3 separate regions of the Mus musculus genome follow, and regions 1 and 2 are each linked to region 3. The links are chromatin contacts, called in public Hi-C and HiChIP or PLAC-seq maps. All regions are on one chromosome and are shown on one strand. The core of a region is the stretch at or near the end of the contact, and the rest is flanking DNA. Distances in the headings are between cores, read along the strand shown.

Region 1 (3,050 bases), core at 147-2,646, 410 kb after region 3:
GACACCAGGGCTGGGTTTTGGAAGGCCCTTCTCTGAGGACAGTTTGTCCACTACATCAGTGGGCATGTTGCCTCTGAGAAAGCACTACTGACCAGGAACCCATGCCCAAGGCAGCAGTCCTATTCAATACATACAAATCCCCCAACTATGTTAGATGTCTTGCCCCAAGAGATGTCATTGTGTCACTTTTGAAGACCAAATGATGTTTAATACATGGCAACTGGAGCTCTAGGGCAGCTCCAAAAGTCAGAAGGGGGTCTCAAGCCCTTGATAGCATGGAAGGAGATCTTTGCTTTGAAAAATGAGAGCTGGCCCCATAGAGTAGTCTCAACTTTTCATTAGCACAGAGGGGAAGCTCTTCAATGTCCTTCTAGAAGGACCGCCTTCCCCACTTCCTTTTGCTTCTCTTTGCATCCTAAATAGAGCCTTTTGATAAGCTGTAAATAAGAAAATTGGATATTGAGGTTTCTCTATGCGAATATCTGAGCATTTTATTTTTTTAAAATGTAGATGTGTCTGAAATTAATGGCGTAAATATCATGAGCAACATTTATTTATGTATTTATGTATTTATGTATTTATTTATTTATTGGCAAGTGTAATTCTAGGCATGTGATGTATAAATAAAAAGAATGTTGAGCCTCCCTCCTCAGCCAAGAGTTAGGCAGACAAGAAACAGGAACAAGAAGTACTGGGACAAATGAAACAGGTAGCACAAGGTATGGGGTTTGGAAAGGCTGTGGTGTGCGTGTGTGTGTGTGTTTGTGTGTGTGTGTTTGTGTGTGTGTATTTGTGTGTGTGTGCATACATGTGTATGCTCATGCCTCTGTGTGTGTGTGTGTGTGTGTGTGTGTGTGTGTGTGTGTGTATGTGTATCTGTCTGTCTGGGACAGGCTGTTGCTGAATATCCCCGAGTCTCAGGTCTTTCTGGAGAAGAATTGCTGGTGAGTCTTTGTAAGTCAGAGATAAGGGTTAGGTGCCAGAACATAGAGCAGAAATGTTCCTGTGGTTTTGGCGAACACGAGAAGAGGGCGAAGGCTAAAGGTGGAATTACAGGCCAAAAATGTAAATTAAAACCAACTGACACCTGGTAGTCTGAATTTCTTTCCCTCTGTCTCTCTTGGAGCCTGGAGCTGTATAACGGCAGTGACTGTCTTCCTAGAACCTTATCCTGTGCTGGAGAGGGAAGACATGGTGGCCAATGTTTGTGTGTGTGTGTGTGTGTGTGTGTGTGTGTGTGTGTGTGTGTGTGTGTGTGTGTAGGGGAAGGATATCTTTGTACATTCAGTGTGGATTTCTTGTGGTTCTGGGGCTAGGACCCAGAGCCCTGTGACTGCTAGCCAAGAACCCTACCACTAGGTTAAACCTCAACCTGATCTGATGTTGACATACACAGTCACCAGCTCTCTGGCCCCACCCCTGCTGAGTGGGAAGTTAGCCATGAGGAGTGTTGTGAGGGGTGCATGTTCTCTGGCTGTCCAGAGAACACAGCTGCTTTCTCCTGAATTATCCACAGCTCACAGAGGCACACATGTCAACACCATTAACAGCAATGTGGAAGGTGACTTTACATGTGATATAGAGCCCACAGGGGCCATGGAAAGCAGGAGCTGTTCTGTCAAATTCCAATTACCATGATCATTAATGTCACCACAGGTGACAAACAGGGTCATGTAGCTCTACCCCTGCTGTGTCTAACTTGAAATATATGCTTAAAAAATTTCCCTCAGTGCCAGAAAATTCCATAGAGCTATTTGGTGGGTTACACACTGTTAGAAAAATGATCTTTAGTTCAATAGTGCAGGGAATTCTTTAGAGACATCTGGTAATGCTTGAAACAGGGACTGTGAGGGTTGCCCAAAAGAAGTTCAAACGGAGGTTGGACAGTGATGGAAATCCCTTCTTTACTGATCCCTGGTTTGGAGCTTAATTTTCATCCAGAGAGATACTCCTGAGATAGAGTTAGAATATCAGATTTTTTTTTCACGTCTTTTTTTTTTTCCTACCTCAGCTCCTAACATAGAGGCAATACCATCCTTTGATCCAGGCATAAGAATGTGTCTCTACCATCCTCCAGGGAATGCCACAATGAGCTTGTCTGAAATCCTGTGAGTGTTTCAGTCCTTGCTTCTTTCTTTGGGATAATTCCTGATCCACCACTCTGATCCCTGCAGGTAGGGTTGCCCAGTTGCCCTTGGCATGGCAAAGCAAGTACTTTATCCCTAAGATTGGTGTGTCCCTAGCCCAATCTGACCCTAAGGAATCTTAAAGAAAGATCACTCACTCGTGGACTTTCATGATGCTCCTTTAGCAGGGTCATAGGAAATCAAAAAAAAACAAGATGATATTGATAGACGAACATTGAGAGAATCAAGATGTGCGTGCGTGCGTGCGTGCGTGTGTGTGTGTGTGTGTGTGTGTGTGTGTGTGTGTGTGTGTGTGTGAGAGAGAGAGAGAGAGAGAGAGAGAGAGAGAGAGAGAGAGAGAGAGAGAGGTATCGAAGAAGATGCTTCCTCTTTTCCACTTTTGGTGTGAACAGTAAAATTCTACTAGTTCTGAATTTTTTATAATTTGGCCAGGAGACAATTTGTTATTTATCTTCCTATTCTTAATTGTCAAAATAACCTTTTAAACAAATTAAGTACACAAATACTACCAGGAGAGGTAAAATGACTAAAATACCTATCAGAAACAAGCAAACAAAACGAAACAAAAAACCAAGTGGAATCTTTGAAGTTCTTATCCACAAATGCTTTGTCTGAATTTCAACATGTCTCCATCAATTATTAAAGTACATGCATATGGATTCCTGTTCTTAATTGTATATATATGTAAAACTATTAAATGTGGGAGTGGCACGGGCAGTGGTGGTGCACATCTTTAATCCCAGCACTTGGGAGGCAGAGGCAGGTGGATTTCTGAGTTCGAGGACAGCCTGGTCTACAAAGTGAGTTCCAGGACAGCCAGGGCTATACAGAGAAACCCTGTCTCGAAAAACCAAAATAGATAGATAGATAAATAAATAAATAAATAAATAAATAAATAAATGT
Region 2 (3,050 bases), core at 211-2,710, 350 kb after region 3:
GCTTCATGGATGCTAGACACACATTCTATCACCCAAGCTATAGTCTCATTCTTATAAGATTTGATTTTTTAAAATTTCTATTTGCCTGGAGTTTCATAAAAATAAAACCAGAGATTGGGAAGATCGGTAAGTAGATAAGAGCGTTTACTGCTCTCGAAGAGGGACCTGGGTTAAGTTTTCAGCCCCTGCATGGTGTTTACAACCACCTGCAACTCCAGTGTCAGGGGATCCAATGGCCTCTCCTAGATTCCACAGGTTCTAGCATATATGTGGGCACACACCAAACAAACAAACAAACAAACAAACAGAGAGAAAGAAAATTAATTTGTGCTTGGGACTCAGAAAGAATTTCCAATGACTTTTTGAAATGGTCCTGAGCACACTTCTGTAACTTTGGACTACGTGTTTATACAAAGCACTATCTTCAGCATTAATGAGTATAAAATCAAAATATTGACCAACTTGAAACTTGTAGAATATGCTCTTCATCCTTCAATATCAAACATTCAGCCAAGATTTAATCTCATTAGAAAACGTAACTCTCATCTTTAATAAATGGCATAATCATTTGCATATCAAATATTTTTTTAGAAATAGATTTCTTAATGACTTAGTATCAGTGAGTGTTTGATTTGTAGATCCATTTTATATACCTATGTACCCAGGATGGTATCCATTTTTGTGGGTGCAAAGGGCTTGGGAAGAAAGAATTTAAGATGTCCAATTCTGCACTTGATCTTAGCCAAAAGGCCAAGAAGCGATAAGATGTCCAATTCTAATGAATGTATGTTTAGTTACTACAGGTTCTTTTGTTTTCTAGTCAGGGTGTATAAATGAAGCCTTAGCAGAAATGCTTGTGACAGTATTGGGGCTTGAGTACCAATGCAGGAGGGATGAGGAGAGCTCATGGTAGCTTCAGCCTCTCTTTTGAATACCTATTGAATAGAATTAAATTTAACGAGAATGCCAGCTTCCCAGGGTCATGTTTCCAATAGCATATGCTTCCTAGTAAGATAGAACATAGTATATCTGAGTCCTTCTGCAGAAACTGGAAAAGGCACGAGCAACTAACCTGTCTGAAGGCCTTTCCGACGTTTTTGATGGAGAAGATGGTACAGTGTCAGGGCGTTGCTGCGCTCTTTCCTGTTGGCAAGCCACAGCTTAGGTACAAATGTGAATAACCACATTTCTTCTGTGGAGTGAGAGGGGCTTAGGGATCTTCAACTCAGAACTCATCCCCTCCTTACCCTAGCCATTTACTAACCCCATTATTGAAGTCTGTCTTCTGTGTCATGAACAAATAACAGGATACATTATATCCAGCTAGGAAGCCTGACAAACATTTGAAGGATATGGCAGAGGTAATTCTGCGGCAGTGGGAAATTACCAACTGTATGACTCACCCCCCTGTGTAGAAACCAGTTTTCAAGACTAAGTAAGAGTGCATGCAGATATATGTAATCCAATTTGGCCAGTTAGGACAAGCTCTGAGACTCCTGCCAAATGGAAGGAGTAAGGTCTGACCTGCTCCCTCATGGCTTTCTCAGAGAGGCAGGAGCTAGGACTCCTCAGAAGGCAGACTCAGAGGACTGTCCTCCACATCACAGAGACCTAAGAAGGCATGGTGGGGGTAGGAGGATGAGAGCTACTCCTACTGAGCAGGGAGGGTGCATGCAGTGACTTCCAGATGAAGCTCAAAGCACAGCACAGGGCTTGCCAAAAGGTACAGTGTTTTTAAGTATTGGAATAATAAAAATACTTGCATCAGAGAGCTGTTGTAAAAAGTAAATGAGAGAATTCAAAGCATTTGGAAGGCAATAAGATGATATGTTAAGTGTCAGTACACTCAAAATGTTCAGAAGAGCAGCAAGTTCAGAAAAATATTGTGACCCATCATATCTACACATACATATATAATTATATACTGCTGTAATCATTATATGCTATAATTTAGTAATAACTAATGATATTAGACTATAGTATATTACCTATAATATTATATTTAATGTTCTAATTATCTATTAATGCATCACTCAATATTTTTATTACTAAATACTTCAAACTCCATATTTTAAATTAACACAAGTATATTAGCATATATATTACAGCAATATACTATATGCAATTTTAATGTATGTATATTCACATATTGTCTAATGTTTTATTTTTTATTAAATGCTATAAAATATTATGCATTAATATATAAGTATATTATTGTACATGCTATATGTCAATATTATAGAATTATAATCTATATGCATACTTCAGCAACGTTCTCTAATTTCTTATTTACTATAATGTTATATTAAATGCTATTTAACTTTACATATTAAGCTAACATAGATACTAATTGTTAAGTTGTATAAATTTTAAAGTTATATATGTATATGTAAATTGTTAAATTGTATATTATTATGTAATATAATAGGTACTATAAATAATGTACAGCAATGATATCACTAGTCAGATTCTCATGGTGGGAATAGTCTAGATCTTTGGAGAGAGAGGAGCACTTAGCTAATAGCTTGTAGATATACAGACTTGTTGAAGTGTCATGGGAAGAGTGGTGGGAAAGAATGTCAGAATCACACTGGGAAGGTCTTGGAAGGCTACAAGCCATATGCTACCACAATGGGATCTTCTTGTTGATTCACACTGTGTAGCTTTCCCCTCTAAGTTGGATATGATCATTACTGTCTTGAATTAGACTATCACAGGTTGGGTCCATAATATTCCCTGGGTTGTGAGGCTCATGAGAGCTCTTTTTCTCTCTGATGATATAAAGTGGTTGCCAGGAAGGGAGATGCGTCTTGGTTGATGTTTCTGCCTGTAAGTTATCCATGTAAGATTTAAGTAGTCCCAGAAAACTCACTGACCACCAGGCTGTTGTGCTGAGACACAATAGAACCAAAGATAAGTTTGAAAGAAGTAGCTACAGGTCACCCTTGAACTTGTCAGATCTGGGGATCCACCTTCAATGTCAGACCCAAGGAAGTTGCAGCTGAGGTTGAGCCATTATGGATGGAGTACCTTTCCTAGGTGATGTAGAA
Region 3 (3,342 bases), core at 550-3,049:
TTCTGTCTTCCATTATTTCTGTCCTCCTCCTGCTTGCTTTGGGTTCTGATTCGCTTTATTCCCTCCAATCTCAGAGTAGAAATCTTAGATTATTGCTTTGAGATGTTTAGTCTTTTCTAATATATCATTTAATGCTGTAAATTTTCCTCTAGAGCTGCTAGAGCTAAGCACCTGTGCATATAAAGATCTATTAGATTAATTAGACTTATTAAATACAGATTAGGAAGCAGCCTTGGCAGCCCGGCAAGGGCTGTCTCACACCTGAGCAACTGAGAATCCAGTCCTGTCTAGTAGGGTCTCCATTGGCAAGGCTGAATGTCTTAGCAGTTCCATTCCAAAGGCTTGGAGGATTTTTGAACAGCCATTGGCCTTCAGTCAACATTGGAATCCTGAAGAAGGTGGTTTGAACATTGAGGAAGGAATGCCGCTATATCCTAGTTAGGATTCTTATTGCTATGCAAAAACCGTGACCAAAAGCAACTACAAGAGAAAAGGCTCTATTTCACGTTACAACTCTCAGGTCACACTCTACCCTGAGAGAAATCAGAGCAAAAACTTGAGGTGGAAACCTGGGGGCAGAGATGGAAGCAGAAGCCTTGGGGAGATGCTGCTTACTGCCTTCCTCTTTCTTTGCTGAGTCTGTACACTTACAGTGCTCAGGACCACCGGCTCATGGGGTCCCACCCACAGCGAGCCAGGCTCTCCCATGTCAATCATCAAGCAATAAAATGCACCACACACTTGTCCACAGGCAGTCTGGTGAGAGCATTTTCTCAACTGAGGTTCCCTCATCCCAAACGACTCTCTAGATAGTGTGAAGTTGACATAAAACCAGCCAGCACAGCCAGCAATAGGATAGATGGACTTGCCAGCAAGAGTGAAGTCAAGCAGGCACAAAGAAATTTCCTTCTTCCTTGTCCTGTTATCTGGGCTGCCATCAGAAGGTGCCACCCACATGTGGAGTGGGTCTTCCTGTTTCAAATGATCTGATTAAGAAAATCCCTCATAGGAGTGTCCAGCAGCTTGCTTTTTAGTTGTTTCCAGGTGTGGTCAAGTTAACACCCAAAATTAGCCATCTCAAAACCTACAGATTTTACTGTGTTATATTTTCACTCAGCAAGAGATAGTTCAAAATATCTTTTCTAATAGCGCCTCAAACTTTGCGTTCATTTATAGGCATTTAGAAATGTAACGTTTAATTTCTAAATACCTAGGGTGTCCTAGATATCTTTCTGCTATTAGCATTTAATTCTTTTAGATTTGGGAAACATATCTGTCCGGTTTCAATTCTTTTACTTTGTTATGGCTTACGTTGCACCCTCGGATCTGGACTATCTAAAGTTCTAAAGTTGAATGCCGCCCCATCTCTACTCACCTTTCCTCTGCCATTCAGCTAACAGTCCACGCCCTCTGAATGCGTGTAGCCTTCTCCTGAGGGATCAGTCTCCCTCTGCCCTTTGCATCTCCTGGTGGCTTTGTTCTGTTCATGCCACACAATGACTCCTGAGTTATATCCTCCTCCCCCATACCCGTCACCCTCCTGCTAAGAACCTTGGCCTCTTGGGATATTCTGTCCTCCAGAGGGGGTGGAATCCTTTGTAGGACAGAAATCAAGCAATTCCATCTCCCACTTAAAAAACCCTTGGAACTTCAAAGAGGTCCACTCAGCTTCGCTACCCCCCCCCTCCCCGGTCTGGCTCCACTCCAGTTTCTAACTCTTCTGTCTTCCTGTGGGCTGCCCTTCCTCAGTACACCTTCCCCTCTCTCCGCCCACGTCCTTCTCAGTAATCACGCAATAGCAGCTCCCAGGGTGCTCTGAGGTGTCCCGCAGCCCTCACCCTGGTGGGCCTTGTAATGCTTCGCACATGCCCACACGATGACACTTTGTCCTGGGCACTCTCACCCTTTTACCCCTTTGTCATAGTCACCAAAGAGTGGGTTTCCGATGTGTCCCCTGCTTCCTGAAATGAAAGCTCTCTCTGTCCCACAATACTCTTCACTGTCCAGGATACCTCCAATTCCCTCCTTCAACACCCTGGCCACTTTCTCAACCCAGAAGGAGGCCTCTGGCCCACCAGCCCAGTGGAGACACTGCCTTCCATGTAAGCAAACCCTCTGGGCTCTTGGCTGCTCTGTGTCCTCCCCCAACCCTCCCTCTAACCTTTGAAAGCAGTCTCCTGCTGTGCATGGTACAGTGCACTCCCTCTCCACGAGCTCCCTCTGGGTTGGCTTTCCGGCCACTGTGCTGTCATGGTCCTGGCATCCCTCTCTGTTTGCTCTCTGACTTTGATATTTGGGACAGCGTCATTGAGGCCCTTGGAGCTGGCCTTGCTTTCTGTTCTGATCCTCTCCTCTTTTACTCTGTGTGTGTGTGTGTGTGTGTGTGTGTGTGTGTGTACATGTCTGTGTGGGGGCACTCACACACACACACATGCATGCATCAGCGTGGGGGTGCATGTACATGTGGCTGTACACGTGGAGGCTAGAGGTCCACTTCCAATGTTTGTTTTCTGCAATGGGATCTCCTACTGAACTTGGGGTTCACAGCTTAGCTGAGGCTGGTTAGCTTGTGAACTCCACAGATCTGGACTGACATGCTGACTGACAGCCTCATCTTCCCCACCTTTAAAGATGGCATCTCAGTGTGTTGCCCATGCTGGCCTCAAGCCCTTGGGCTTGAGCTATCCTCCTACCTCAGCCTCCGGGGTAGCTCAGATTGCAGGTGCACTCCACCATGCCATGCTGTCCCCACTCTGTGCCCTTCTGTTTTCTCCTGAGCCCCACACAATGGACTCTTCATGTGATTCTTATCTGATTGCCACATAGATACCTCACTATGTCTACAACCTGAACTCAGTCGTTTCTCTCTATGTGTTCCTCTTGCTAAATGTCTTGCCCTAGTAAATGATTTACCTGGGAGTGCAGTACATACTGGGTTCAGATTGGAACACAGCCTCCCATTACCTTGGCTTTACTCTCTGTAGCTTCACTCAGCTGTGTTCTGAAATTGTTAATGGAAAATTCCAGAGTAATCAATCCTTACGTCCTAAATTGTGTGCCACTGTGAAAAAAATGTTGGTGTATTCTGCCACACCTGATGCTGCTACATGCTACCCAGAACACAAACCATCCCTTTGTCCAGTGTGTCTATTACGCTCTGTATGCTACCTGCCTGTCTGCCTTAAGAAACCATGTTGGGCAACAGATCCACTGTCAGCTTGCTGCCATCCCTGCATGCCATGTGCGCTTGTTTTACTTAAAACACGTCACATAGTGAAGACGGATGCTGGCAGCCCCACTACAGTGTGTTCTAATTGTTCTGGTATACATTAGTTATTTCCA

What was found. Hi-C and Micro-C count contacts between places; a contact is called where the count stands out from the background. HiChIP or PLAC-seq counts read pairs in DNA pulled down with a chosen protein or histone mark.
Region 1: a contact with region 3 is called in a Hi-C map of liver, with 4 times the contacts expected there. The contact joins two enhancer-like sites. A contact is called at or near these places in 4 of 39 promoter capture datasets (the 3T3-L1 cell line, hippocampal neurons, liver and 1 more), 2 of 484 Hi-C or Micro-C datasets (both in liver) and 1 of 115 datasets of contacts at active chromatin or transcription factors (pancreatic cancer cells).
Region 2: a FOXA1 HiChIP or PLAC-seq map of pancreatic cancer cells shows a contact between it and region 3. The contact joins two enhancer-like sites. A contact is called at or near these places in 1 of 39 promoter capture datasets (hippocampal neurons), 1 of 15 datasets of contacts at CTCF or cohesin (embryonic stem cells), 4 of 484 Hi-C or Micro-C datasets (cerebral cortex, cortical neurons, large pre-B cells and 1 more), 1 of 115 datasets of contacts at active chromatin or transcription factors (pancreatic cancer cells) and 1 of 9 other capture datasets (liver).

What each region holds. Positions count from the first base shown.
Region 1 is chr13:34,464,620-34,467,669 of GRCm38.p6, forward strand. The region is part of intron 2 of Gm40908 (a long non-coding RNA gene); the gene reads right to left. Among named protein-coding and RNA genes, the nearest start is that of Gm40908, 16 kb to the right of the region's middle. Within about 2 kb of position 1,397, at least 16 of the 459 cell types and tissues checked have an H3K27ac peak or open chromatin away from gene starts, as enhancers often do. A contact at or near this core is called in liver and pancreatic cancer cells, where this site is marked.
Region 2 is chr13:34,401,366-34,404,415 of GRCm38.p6, forward strand. No RefSeq gene overlaps it. Among named protein-coding and RNA genes, the nearest start is that of Slc22a23, 58 kb to the left of the region's middle. Within about 2 kb of position 1,461, at least 31 of the 459 cell types and tissues checked have an H3K27ac peak or open chromatin away from gene starts, as enhancers often do. A contact at or near this core is called in pancreatic cancer cells, where this site is marked.
Region 3 is chr13:34,052,337-34,055,678 of GRCm38.p6, forward strand. The region is part of intron 4 of Bphl (biphenyl hydrolase-like (serine hydrolase, breast epithelial mucin-associated antigen)); the gene reads left to right. Among named protein-coding and RNA genes, the nearest start is that of Bphl, 16 kb to the left of the region's middle. Within about 2 kb of position 1,800, at least 28 of the 459 cell types and tissues checked have an H3K27ac peak or open chromatin away from gene starts, as enhancers often do. A contact at or near this core is called in liver and pancreatic cancer cells, where this site is marked.